Regions from separate parts of the Mus musculus genome. Here regions 1 and 3 are each linked to region 2. Evidence: chromatin contacts called from public HiChIP or PLAC-seq and promoter capture Hi-C data. All regions are on one chromosome and are shown on one strand. The core of a region is the stretch at or near the end of the contact, and the rest is flanking DNA. Distances in the headings are between cores, read along the strand shown. Region 1 holds the start of Gltp (glycolipid transfer protein). Region 2 holds the start of Pop5 (processing of precursor 5, ribonuclease P/MRP family (S. cerevisiae)). Region 3 holds the start of Trpv4 (transient receptor potential cation channel, subfamily V, member 4).

Region 1 (3,735 bases), core at 763-3,262, 540 kb after region 2:
ATGGTCAGAAACTGAGCCCCTGGGCGGGCACTCTTGGGTAGGTTGGTGGAAATGGAGAGATGGAGAGATATTAGCCCTGAGCTTTTTCCAAGCAGGCGTGGGGCATGGGGGGACAGGGTAGAGGGGGAGTTTCATCTGGGTGGGAGGGGTTGGAGGAAGGAGGAAAGATGGGGTTTCTCAGCTTGTGTAGGGGATGTGCAGGGGTTCCAGTGTAACATACAATAATACCCGTCTCAAGAAAAATAGAACTAAACCAGGCTTGATGGCGCAGGCCTTTAACCCCAGCACTTGGGAGGCAGAGGCAGGCAGATTTCTGAGTTTGAGGCCAGCCTGGTCTACAAAGTGAGTTCCAGGACAACCAGGGCTACACAGAGAAACCCTGTCTCAAAAAAACAAAAACAAACAAACAAAAAAAACCCCAAGCAAACAAACAAAAAAGGAGTCAACTCTAGAGCAAGTGCTTTCTGATGAGTAGAGGAACGGGTGGATGGACGAACGGGTGGATGGACAAACGGGTGGATGGACGGGTGGAGGCAGAGAGGGAGGGATGGGGAGATGAAGAAAGGGAAGGATGAATGGATGGGTGAACTTTCAAGACCTGTCTCAGGACACCAAGCTACTATCTAAAAGATCCATCTTTCTTGTGTCGAGTCACATGTGGTTTCTGAGTGTCTCAGCTGGAATGGAGCAGGTTGAGCCATCAGGATTCTCTCTGAAGCCAGAGGCCCCAGTGCAGGCTGTTATCTCTCCATGGAATTAGGGAGTCTTCCCAAAGGTGGGTGGGGTTCTGGCAGAGCTGGGACACTGGGGAGGCTGTTGTAGGAAGATTGCATCTTGGGATGCCCGAGGCGGGGAGTCTGGGTGGGGTGGGAACAAGCTGAAATTGGTGGCTTGGGCACCTATCAGTAGGAGATCTAACGTGACTGGGCATGCAAGAGATAAGGACGGTCGGATCTTTCCCCGCCCGCGACTTCTTGGGGTCATGCCTGTAGTTTGGGTCAATCTTTCTGCCATCTGCCTCCTGAAAGGGTAAATTAAAATCATTTAACAAGATTTAGTATATGCTTTTCTGGCCCCTAGACATCTTCTCACTGCCCTTACTATGAACCACAACTAATTTCCTTCCTTCCTTCCTTCCTTCCTTCCTTCCTTCCTTCCTTCCTTCCTCCCTCCCTCCCTCCCTCCCTCCCTCCCTCCCTCCCTTCTTCCCTCCCTTCCTTCCTTTATTTTTTGGTTTTCGAAACAGGGTTTCTCTGTGTATCCCTGGCTGTCCTGGAACTCACTCTGTAGACCAGGCTGTCCTGGAACTCAGAAATCCACCTGCCTCTGCCTCCCGAGTGCTGGGATTAAAGGCGTGCGCCACCACTGCCCAAATTACTCCCAGCCCCTGCTCGCCCTTCCCGTGCACCGCTCACAGCTCTCCGGCTCCCTCAATTTAAGGCTTTGCTTAAGCGCCATGGTCACTCTATCCTCCGTGACCATCACAGTACGGAGCAGCAGCAGTGCAGAGTAGGATTACTGAATACTCAGTGTGGGCGGAGTACCAGGCTCTCCACTTGGAATTTGGGCTGTTATCTCTCCATGGAATTAGGGAGTGTTCCCTAAACACACTGAGCTCTGTGTTTCAGGACGCAGCAGCTAGGCTGCATTGTGGCTGAGGTGAGCCGGGGTGTAGGCTGTGGGGCGCGAACCTGGCACTTTGGAGGACCCTGGATTGGGAAACAAGGCCCCGTCAGGGTTTGAGCTGTAAACCCGGCCAGAGCATCCCAACCTGGGCGCGGCTCACCAGGTGCAAGACGCCCGCGCTTCCGCTAAGCCCCGCCTCCAGACCAATGGCGCGGCGGCTGCGGGGGCGGCGGGCTTCGATTGGTCGGAAGGGCGCGGCGGTGGGCGCCCATTGGCAGAGCCCCTGAGGGGCGGGGCCGAGTGCTCCATGGCTCCGGCCTGCGGGCGGCGCTCGGCGCTCGCTGCGAGGCGCGGGCGGAAGTGGCGACGCTGGCGTCCCGGGAGGCGGCGGGCGGCGACAGCCCGGGCGCGGACGCCCTCGGCGCGGGCTGGGGCATCACCAAGGGCCTCGACCCCGAAATGGCGCTGCTGGCCGAGCACCTGCTCAAGCCGCTGCCCGCAGACCGGCAGATCGAGACCGGGCCCTTCCTGGAGGCTGTGGCTCACCTGCCGCCCTTCTTTGGTGAGTCCCGGGCTTTGCCAGTCCTCCTCACCTGCCCAGATCCCTCTTCCTCAGATGCACCCGGGCCCTTAACTCCCTGTCATCCATTGCACCCAAACACCGCTTGCTATTGCACCGTGGGCATGCTTCATCAGCCCTCCGGCTGCGCCTAACATCTTCATCCCCGGCTTCATTTTCCGCCCCCTTCAGAATGGTTCTCAATTCTCCCCCACCCTCACTCTGAACGATAAGCCCTACCCCCCACCCCAGCCTCTTCCCATCCCAGACCAAAGAACACCCCCATCCCACCCCACCACCTCCAAGGACTTGAAGATGGAGCTGCAAAACTCAAGGGCCCTTTTTAGAGGAAGTCATGAAAAGGGTTTCCCCCATCTGGGAAAGGGGGCTGGATTGTGGGGGTGATGTCAGCTGCAGGGTGCTTAGCTCGGATCCCCACCCCCTTTCGAAAAGGAAAAAGTCCGGTCTTCCATATGTCAAGTTGAAGCACCTCCCAGGAGCGCTGGAATGAGTCCCCAAGCCACTTTCAGGCGCGTTCTCTCCCCGCCCCTCCTCCAGCCTAAGACCTTGTTGTAAAGTGGAAGGAAAACTAATGCCTCCTGCCCTGCCCTTTGCCTTGCGGTTCACAGAGGGTGCTGCTACCTGAGCCCAGCTTTCTTCTTGGTGGGGACGCTCCCAGCGCCCTACCCTGCTAGCTCACTTGGTGACTTTGCAGGATGACACCAGCTCCCGGGTACAGAGTCCAGTTGAAATACTTGGACAGAGCCTTGAAACCGCCTTAGCCTGAGGAGGTCTGGCACCCACTCAACCCCTGGTGGGGATAGGGCGTGTGTGGCCATGTAGATCTGTGTCTTGGAGTCCCTATCTGTGAAATGGCAGGTTTGGGGGTGGGGACTAAATGAGAGCCTGTGAAGGGTGGGTGTTAGCTGTGGAAAGGAACTTGTGTGAAGTTCTTGAATCTAGTTTCGGGCCCAATGCGCCAGCCTGGAGGAGCATCCCGAGAGCAGGTCTCAGGCTTTCTCAGAGGCTGAGAAAGCTCCAGCACTGCCCAGTGGGTGCTCTGTCAACCCGTGGCATGCCTAAGACCTGCTTTTTTTCGCCTGTATCTCAGCTGTAGATCAGATTGCATCTCCAGAGAGAGGGAGCTGTTGGCGTTAGCTTTGGTTTTTATGACAGCATTATGTTGTTTTTAAAAATATATTTATTTGTGTGTGTTGGCATGGGGGGGGGGACAGACAGGCGGGGGCTGGAGGACCGTTTTCGGAAGTTTGTTCTCTCCTTCCACAATATGGGTTCTGGGAACCAAACTCAGGTCATGGGGCTCCACAGTGACCTGCTGAGTCACCTCCCAGCCCCGACAACACTATGTCTTCTGTGCCCTTGGCTTTCTGAGTAGTTGCTAGTTCGAGCCAGCCTGTCCTGGGTTCGTAATCTGCTGGAGCCAGTGCTTCTCAAGGGATGGCAGTTTTGTTCCTTAGAGGGGGTGGGGGGGCAGTATCTGCTTGTCTGTGGAGATGGTTTTGTTCTTTGTCGTTGAGGGGTGGAGCAGA
Region 2 (3,235 bases), core at 409-2,908:
AAGGTTTTTAATGCGTTTTTCTAGCCCATTCCCTTGAATACCTTTGTGTGATTAATAAATGATAAATTATTATTGTTGTTGTTGGGTTTTTGATACAGCGTTTCTTTCTGTAGCCCGGGCTGTCCTGGAACTCACTCTGTAGACCAGGCTGGCCTTGAACTCAGAAATCCGCCTGCTTCTGCCTCCCGAGTGCTGGGATTAAAGGCCTGCGCCACCACTGCCCAGCATTTAAAAAACAAACAAACAAAAAAAAAAAAAAAAAAAAAAAACAGGGTCCCACTCTATCTACCTAAGGCTAGCTTGGAGCCCAAAGCAATCCTGCCTCAGCCTCCTAAGGACTAGGACTACAGGGGTGTGCTACACTTCATTTATCTTGCATGTTAAGTGCATATTCTTTTTTAAAATTTATTATTATATCTAAGTACACTATAGCTTTCTTCAGACACACCAGAAGAGAACATCAGATCTCATTACAGATGGTTGTGAGCCACCACGTGGGATTTGAACCCAGGACCTTCAGAAGAGCCTTCACTCCAGCCCCTAAGTCCATATTTTTTTAAAGATTTATTTATTATTATATGTAAGTGTAGCTGTCTTCAGACAATCCAGAAGATGGAGTCAGATCTCATTACGGATGGTTGTGAGCCACCATGTGGTTGCTGGGATTTGAACTCCGGACCTTCAGAAGAGCAGTCAGGTGCTCCTACCTACTGAGCCATCTCACCAGCCCTAAGTGCATATTCTTAATGGTGTGACTCAGTGAGGTGGATTTGTGTGACTGCCACCCTATTAAGATGTAGATAAGGTTCAGTGCTCCCCAAATTCCCAGGCCCTTGCCAAAACCTTTAGTGGGAAGGAGCCATCATCCCCATTTCTGGAGAGATAGGTTTTGCCAGGCCTTGGCCTGGACATATATGTTTTAAGCATGCAACATGCCTGTAAGTCCGCTGCTTGACTCTATTTTCCTGTCGCCGGTGCTGCTACAGACATTCCTCACGTGCTCGGTATTGCATGTTTTAAGTGCACCACTAAGTCGGTCAGCATTGCCTTAATACACATTGTCTACAGATTTTCTTGTTATCCTGGGTTTCTTGGTGCCTGGCTTTGTAGCAGGGTCATTTTTGAAAATTAGATTTATTTATTTGTTGTAGAAATGTGGAGGTGCGTATTTGCCACGGCCGGAGGTGGCGATCAGAGGACGACTTTGGGAAGTTGGTTCTCAGGACCTCCGTTATGTGTACAGCTGTCATGGCCTCGCCTGGCCAGGTGTGGTAACGTAAAGCAAGACTTATATTTCACAGCTGACTATTTACAAGATCCGAAATCAGTTTTCAGTCTTCTCTTAGCCACAGCTTTAGGGGACCACAGATGTCCCTTCGCAGACTGCCATTCACTATTGCAATCAAGAGGCAATCATCGTCCACAGCCAGCGGCCGGTAGGGGGTGCCAGAGGCCCACTGTGTAGCTCGCCACACTCCCCACTCTCTAAAAATAGCACCAGTGCCTTTATCCTAACCCTGAGACCATTTTATAGATGCGGTCCGGGCCCAGGCCCAGAATTTAACCTTGAAAGCATTGGTCTCCAAACTCCCTGCTCGGATCCACTCCGATGCTCACTGCCCACCTGCTGTAACGTAGCCACAGGCGTGGGTTCGGATCCCCGGTCTTCGTCCTCCGGCCCGGTGCTGTCAGGGACCACACCGCGTCTCCAAAGCAGAGCTTCCCCTTCTAGTTCCGATTATTAAGAATTATTAGGATGGAGGTGTAGGTGGGATTGCACCGGCACGGGAGGGCGGGTGCCTAATAAACAAACAACGGCGAGCGGCTGTCACCCAGAGGAAGCACCCTGATCCGGGCCAGCCGGGAAGTGCGGGCCAGACGCCTCCCGGTGGGCCGGCGGCGGCGACGTGTCGTCGCAGCCTCTCCCGGTGGTAATTAGCCCCCGCCCTCGGCTCCGCCAGCCGCTAATTACACGTCTCCTAATGAGGCCGGCGGCTGTTTGCAATCACCCGGGTCCCCGCCGCGCGGGGGCGGGAGTCGTGGGCCGGCGTCAGGCGGAGGAAGGGGCTGAGGCTTAGAGAGGCGGACCTACGCAGGCATGACTCACGCGGGGATGGAGCCTAATCCCCGCTGAGCCCAAACCTGTGCGTCGTCGAGCCCATTCATCACCCACCGCCCTCATCCTGTATCCTGGGGTGGTTTCGCTTACTATTTATTACCGTGGTTATGGAAAGACTGGGCCTAGCCCAGGTCAGATGGTCAGGTGTGCGTGGGCCGGATCAGGGTGAGTGGGCGTTTGGGGGTCCCCCCCCACACTTTGGGTTTGTCGGCCCCCACTGCTACGTTGCTGGCCCAAAAGGTTAGCTCCGGCTACGCCTTCCAAAAACCTACTTTGAAACAACTAACGAAACCGTTATCAGACTAAAAGTTTAGATAACTGTCTAAGAAGAGGTTGGGATAGTTGCTAAAATGATCAATCAGGGGTCAGGTGAGACGATGGGGAAGGGAGCTTGCGGTCAAGCCCTGATCAAGATCTGAGTTGGATCTCAGGGACTGGCATAGGAAGCCCTAGAAAGGTGTTCTCCGACCTCCGTATGTGTACACGTGCCTCCTCCTAAATAAATTTAATTACATGGGAGCGGCAGGAGGCAGGAGGTGTGTGTGGCATTATGTAGATCCTGTTATCCTTAAAACTCATGGAAGGTCCACCCATCTCTGCCTCCTGGGGGGCTGGGATGAAAGGCATGAACTACTAGGCCCAGTTTTAGGGTGCTTTTATTTTGAGGTCCTGGGGAATATGTTGTGGGTGCTTAGGCAAGGGTTCTGCTGCCAAGATACACCCCCAGCCCTGATGCTTTCTCAGGCACATTGGCATCGCGGGAGTCTCTTTTAAAGAGTCTAGATGCTGCAGCCACACAGGATGCTGGCCCAGGACACTTGAACCTGCGTGGCTGTTTTCCCAGCAGCCACTGTGTGCCTTGTGTGCCTCTAAGTCTATCCTTAAGCAGCCACTACCCTGTGCGCCTCTAAGTCTATCCTTAAGCCTAGTTACTTGTTTCTTTTTCCCTTTGGATTGTTTGTTTGTTTTTATTTTTTTAAGTCATTAAAATAATTTGTATAGTTAAATGCCTCTTAAATATACATGATGTCTTGTTTTTAAAAAATTTTTTAAATCTTTGCTTCCTTCTCGCTCCGGCTCAAAGATTTATTTATTTATTATATGTAAGTACACTGT
Region 3 (3,602 bases), core at 282-2,781, 580 kb after region 2:
AGGCTCTATCCATCAGACTCTTGCTGTGTAGCCCAGGTTGGCCTCAGCCATCCCAGTGTCAGGATGGCATACCTTGTTCAACCAGCTCTTGGTGTGTGGGATGCGGAAGGAAGCCAGAGGGTCGACCTTAGGAGTTTCTCAGGGTCATCCACGCTGTGTTTTGGCAGGGTCTCTGAGCCCCCGGGATCTGCCTGCCCCTACTTTCTTAGCACTGAGATCGTGAATGTGTGGAACCACATTGGGGATTTTTTAAAATCTGGATTCTGGTGGCTGAACTCAAGGCCTCGAGTTTACCCGGCAGGCACTTTACCAAACTGAGCCATCTCCCAGGCCAGGGCCCTCAACCCAAGCTTGTAAAAGCATCTGCTAAGCCCAGGTGTTGGCCCTGTTGACTAGATTCAGGGTCCTCTTGAAGAACCCCAAGCATCCACGTAGGGGCATTACCTAATCTGTGGCAGGGCAGAATTTTTATCCGGGTGTCCTTGTAGCTGTCAATCACCAGCCTCCTAGGCCGAGCCACAGTCTCTTTTGCATGGGAGCCTCAGTTTCCCAGTCTGTGAGATGGGACTGGGTGAGCAAGGCAACTAAGTGCTGAGGGTTCTTTCCTCCCCACCCTGAAGAACAAGTCAGCCTCTTTGATGGATGCCTCAGCCTCCGTTCAGCCCCAACTTCAGGTGTGAAAGGCCTGAGCTTCAGGCTTCCTGTCGGGGAGGTAAGGGGGCATCGCGCACACCCCCTCACGGCTGCCAGACAGCTGCCAGCTCACTCTGCTGGAGACCACGGCCACCCAAATAGCGATGTTCTTTCCCCACCCCAAGGCAGTGGCTTGCGGAGGCCCACCCTCCTATCCAGGCCTGTTTCCCAACTGTAAGTGGGCCCAGCTCACCTCAGGCTCAGTTAAAAGAGGTTTACTTGCCAATGCCACCCCGCTCCAAACACACAGCTTAATTAGTGAGTTAGCTATTAAGATTTAAGTTGGTCGCCATGTTGGTTTTTATTTAGGCCCCTTCAATCCTTCTTTCTACACCCCACCCCCAACCCCACCCCCCGGCCTGCTGTTTGCCCAGGCTGGTCATCCCTAGTACTGTGCTGCGGGCAGGCTGAACAAGGACCGCAAGGAAGTCGCTAGGCTCACCAAGGCAGTCCCCCACCCAGCCTAGGAAAAGGAACGGTGATGTTAGGGGCTCTGTAAAGACCTGGTGCCCCTAGCATCTTCCGGATGATGGCTATAGGTGGAGGTTCAGAATGGAGACTCTGAGGTTCAGACTTAAGGAGAGCCGTGGCTTGGTGGGTAGTGTGTGGGTGGGTGGCGGGGAGTCCTCTCCAGTGCCCGGTGTGCCTCGCGGGCTTTTTTCTACCAGCCTTTGATGGGTGTGAGCTGCCGGGCAAGCGGGTTCCCGGGCTGGGCAGGCGACGGCCTGGGCGCAGGAACCAGGGATGAATGGAAGAGCGAGGCACCGAGCCAGGTGGCGGCGCGCAGGCCGGGGAGGACCCTGGGGTGGGCGGGCGCGGGTGGGCGGGACCCCGCGGGGCGGCGCGGCCGAAGCGCAGCAGGAGGAGGACGCGGCCGGAGGGATCAGGAAGCGGCGGCGCTGCGCCCGCGTCCTGAGGTGAGTGGGGCTGCTCCGGGGAAGGGATCCGCGAGTTCCTCGCGACCCCTCCCAATGACGGGGTTCGAGGTTCGCCGTCCCCGCCGCGCGCGGGATAGCGGGAGGCGACGCCACCACGAAAGTCACCTGTGGATTGGGCGCCGACCTGGGATTGGGGGAGTGTGGTGCAGATCTAGGTCACCTAGACCCGAGTCCCGAAACCAAAGGCCAGGGGCGGCCACCTACCCCGGACCAGCTCCACTTAGGTAGGGCGCGTGGCAGGGATGGGCGCGTGGGAGGGAACTGCGCGCCCGCAGCTTCCAGGGCTGCTTTTTGGAGTTTCAGAGAGATGGCCCCGCCGGGGAGAGGATGCAAAACTTTAACCTTAGTTTTACCCTGGAGACTCGAAGTGGCCTCCTAGGACAGGAAGAGATTTCCAAACTCCCCATTTGACTGAAAAATCCAACTTCAGACTCCCTTGGGACTGTCTTCCATTCCAGAAGGGCCCAGCCCAGCCGTGCCCCGTCCCCTGTGTAGATGAAGAAACCCAGGCTTGGGGGTAAGGATGGAGCCTAGTGAGCTGAAACCTGGGCGCTGGCTGGCTGCTTTGAAAACCCTCCCCACTGGCCTGTCCACAGCCCGGGTTAGGAAGTACCGAGGGATGAAGTCCTCAGCCCGGACTGGGGAGGGGGTGGCACGAACCTTGTACTTCTGAGCGCACATCGCATGTGATCTTTGTTCAGCGAGGTAAGAAATCCTGGCAGAGCTGAGCCCGAATGCCTTGGCTGTTGGCCATGTGGGGACAGCTCAGGCCTGGTGCTGCCCAAGGTGAGGTGTCTGTCAGTCATCACTATGTTAGGAGCACAGTCTGGGTGGACTCTGGGCATGCTCTGCCCTCCTCTGCGGTGTGACCTTGGTCTAGTCCCCTAGCTGCCTGAACCGCAGTACTTCTTTAATATTGTTATGGGAACACATTCTGGGGCTGTTGAGGGAGCCCTGGAGGGGTTTGCCGCAGCAGTTTGAGCTGGCCATTCCATTTCCACACTGTCTTGACAGAGAATAGGAAAGGGCCATTTTATTTTATTTATTTATGCATTTATTTATGTATGTATTTATTTATTGGTTTTTTTCGAGACAGGGTTTCTCTGTGCAGTCCTGGCTGTCCTGGAACTCACTTTGTAGACCAGTGTGGCCTCAAACTCAGAAATCTACCCGCCTCTGCCTCCCAAGTGCTGGGATTAAAGGCATGCACCACCACTGCCTGGCGAAAAGGCCGTTTTAATGCCTTCCTCCTGTCTGCTGTAGAGAAGACCAAGGGAGACCTCCCCCCTCCTTCTTGATTTTTTCGGACATCTCTGGGAGCAGGGGCTCCCCACAATTGGCAAACATCCTTCTTGGCTTTGCTCAGACTCTCTTTGAAGCCAGAAGGGATGGTGGCATCAGAGGACATTTGTGTGAGATCCACTGGAGTCTGAGGTGTGCCTGGGTGGAGGATTCCTCTGAGCCCCGAGAAGGTGCCTGGACTTTCGAGGAAATCCAGATGCCGTATGTCCAAGAAGGAAGGCCTCCTCCTCTTCTGGCCCTCACCTGCTTCCCTGTCCCCAGTAGGGGCTTCTTGGAAGCTCGGTACCACAGGATGCTGGCCCCTTAGATTGAGATTGGCCTAGTTATCGTGTGAGGGGTGTGACCCGAGCTCATATGCCCCATTCTCGTCCCTTCCACAGCTGCAGCTCCTGGTGGGCAGCACTGTCTCATGCCTGAGGGAGGAAGACAGATCCAGAAGGCATCAGGGTGCCTTTGATCAAGGTGGTGACTGGGCTGCACCTTGAAGAATAAAAACAGGACTGGGGGAGAGGGCATTAGGAGGGACCTGCACTAGCTGAGACACGTCTCGCCAGTTCTGCGCTGGGGGATGTAGGGTGTGGGGAGCAGAGACACTTCCGTTTGTCCAGAGTTGTGTGAGCCAGGCCAAGGCCAACTTAGAAGCTCTGAAAGTTGGGGGGTGGGTGGGAA

The links. HiChIP or PLAC-seq counts read pairs in DNA pulled down with a chosen protein or histone mark. Capture Hi-C pulls out chosen DNA fragments and counts their contacts.
Region 1: an H3K27ac HiChIP or PLAC-seq map of embryonic stem cells shows a contact between it and region 2, with 2.9 times the contacts expected there. The contact joins the promoter of Gltp here to the promoter of Pop5 in region 2. A contact is called at or near these places in 1 of 39 promoter capture datasets (pre-B cells), 3 of 15 datasets of contacts at CTCF or cohesin (the NIH/3T3 cell line, embryonic stem cells and large pre-B cells), 6 of 484 Hi-C or Micro-C datasets (B cells, the G1E-ER4 cell line, muscle stem cells and 3 more), 8 of 115 datasets of contacts at active chromatin or transcription factors (the SCID.adh cell line, T-cell acute lymphoblastic leukemia, bone marrow-derived macrophages and 4 more) and 2 of 9 other capture datasets (adipose tissue and liver).
Region 3: a contact with region 2 is called in a promoter capture Hi-C map of adipose tissue, with 2.4 times the contacts expected there. The contact joins the promoter of Trpv4 here to the promoter of Pop5 in region 2. A contact is called at or near these places in 1 of 15 datasets of contacts at CTCF or cohesin (large pre-B cells), 2 of 115 datasets of contacts at active chromatin or transcription factors (memory CD8 T cells and pancreatic cancer cells) and 3 of 9 other capture datasets (adipose tissue, embryonic stem cells and liver).

What each region holds. Positions count from the first base shown.
Region 1 is chr5:114,689,212-114,692,946 of GRCm38.p6, reverse strand. It overlaps Gltp (glycolipid transfer protein), which reads left to right and starts at 2,012. Exons shown (of 5, transcript NM_019821.2): 1 at 2,012-2,188. The coding sequence starts at 2,086.
Region 2 is chr5:115,234,274-115,237,508 of GRCm38.p6, reverse strand. It overlaps Pop5 (processing of precursor 5, ribonuclease P/MRP family (S. cerevisiae)), which reads right to left and starts at 1,658. Exons shown (of 6, transcript NM_026398.4): 1 at 1,625-1,658.
Region 3 is chr5:114,656,350-114,659,951 of GRCm38.p6, reverse strand. Trpv4 (transient receptor potential cation channel, subfamily V, member 4) reads left to right here and starts at 1,531. Exons shown (of 16, transcript NM_022017.3): 1 at 1,531-1,610.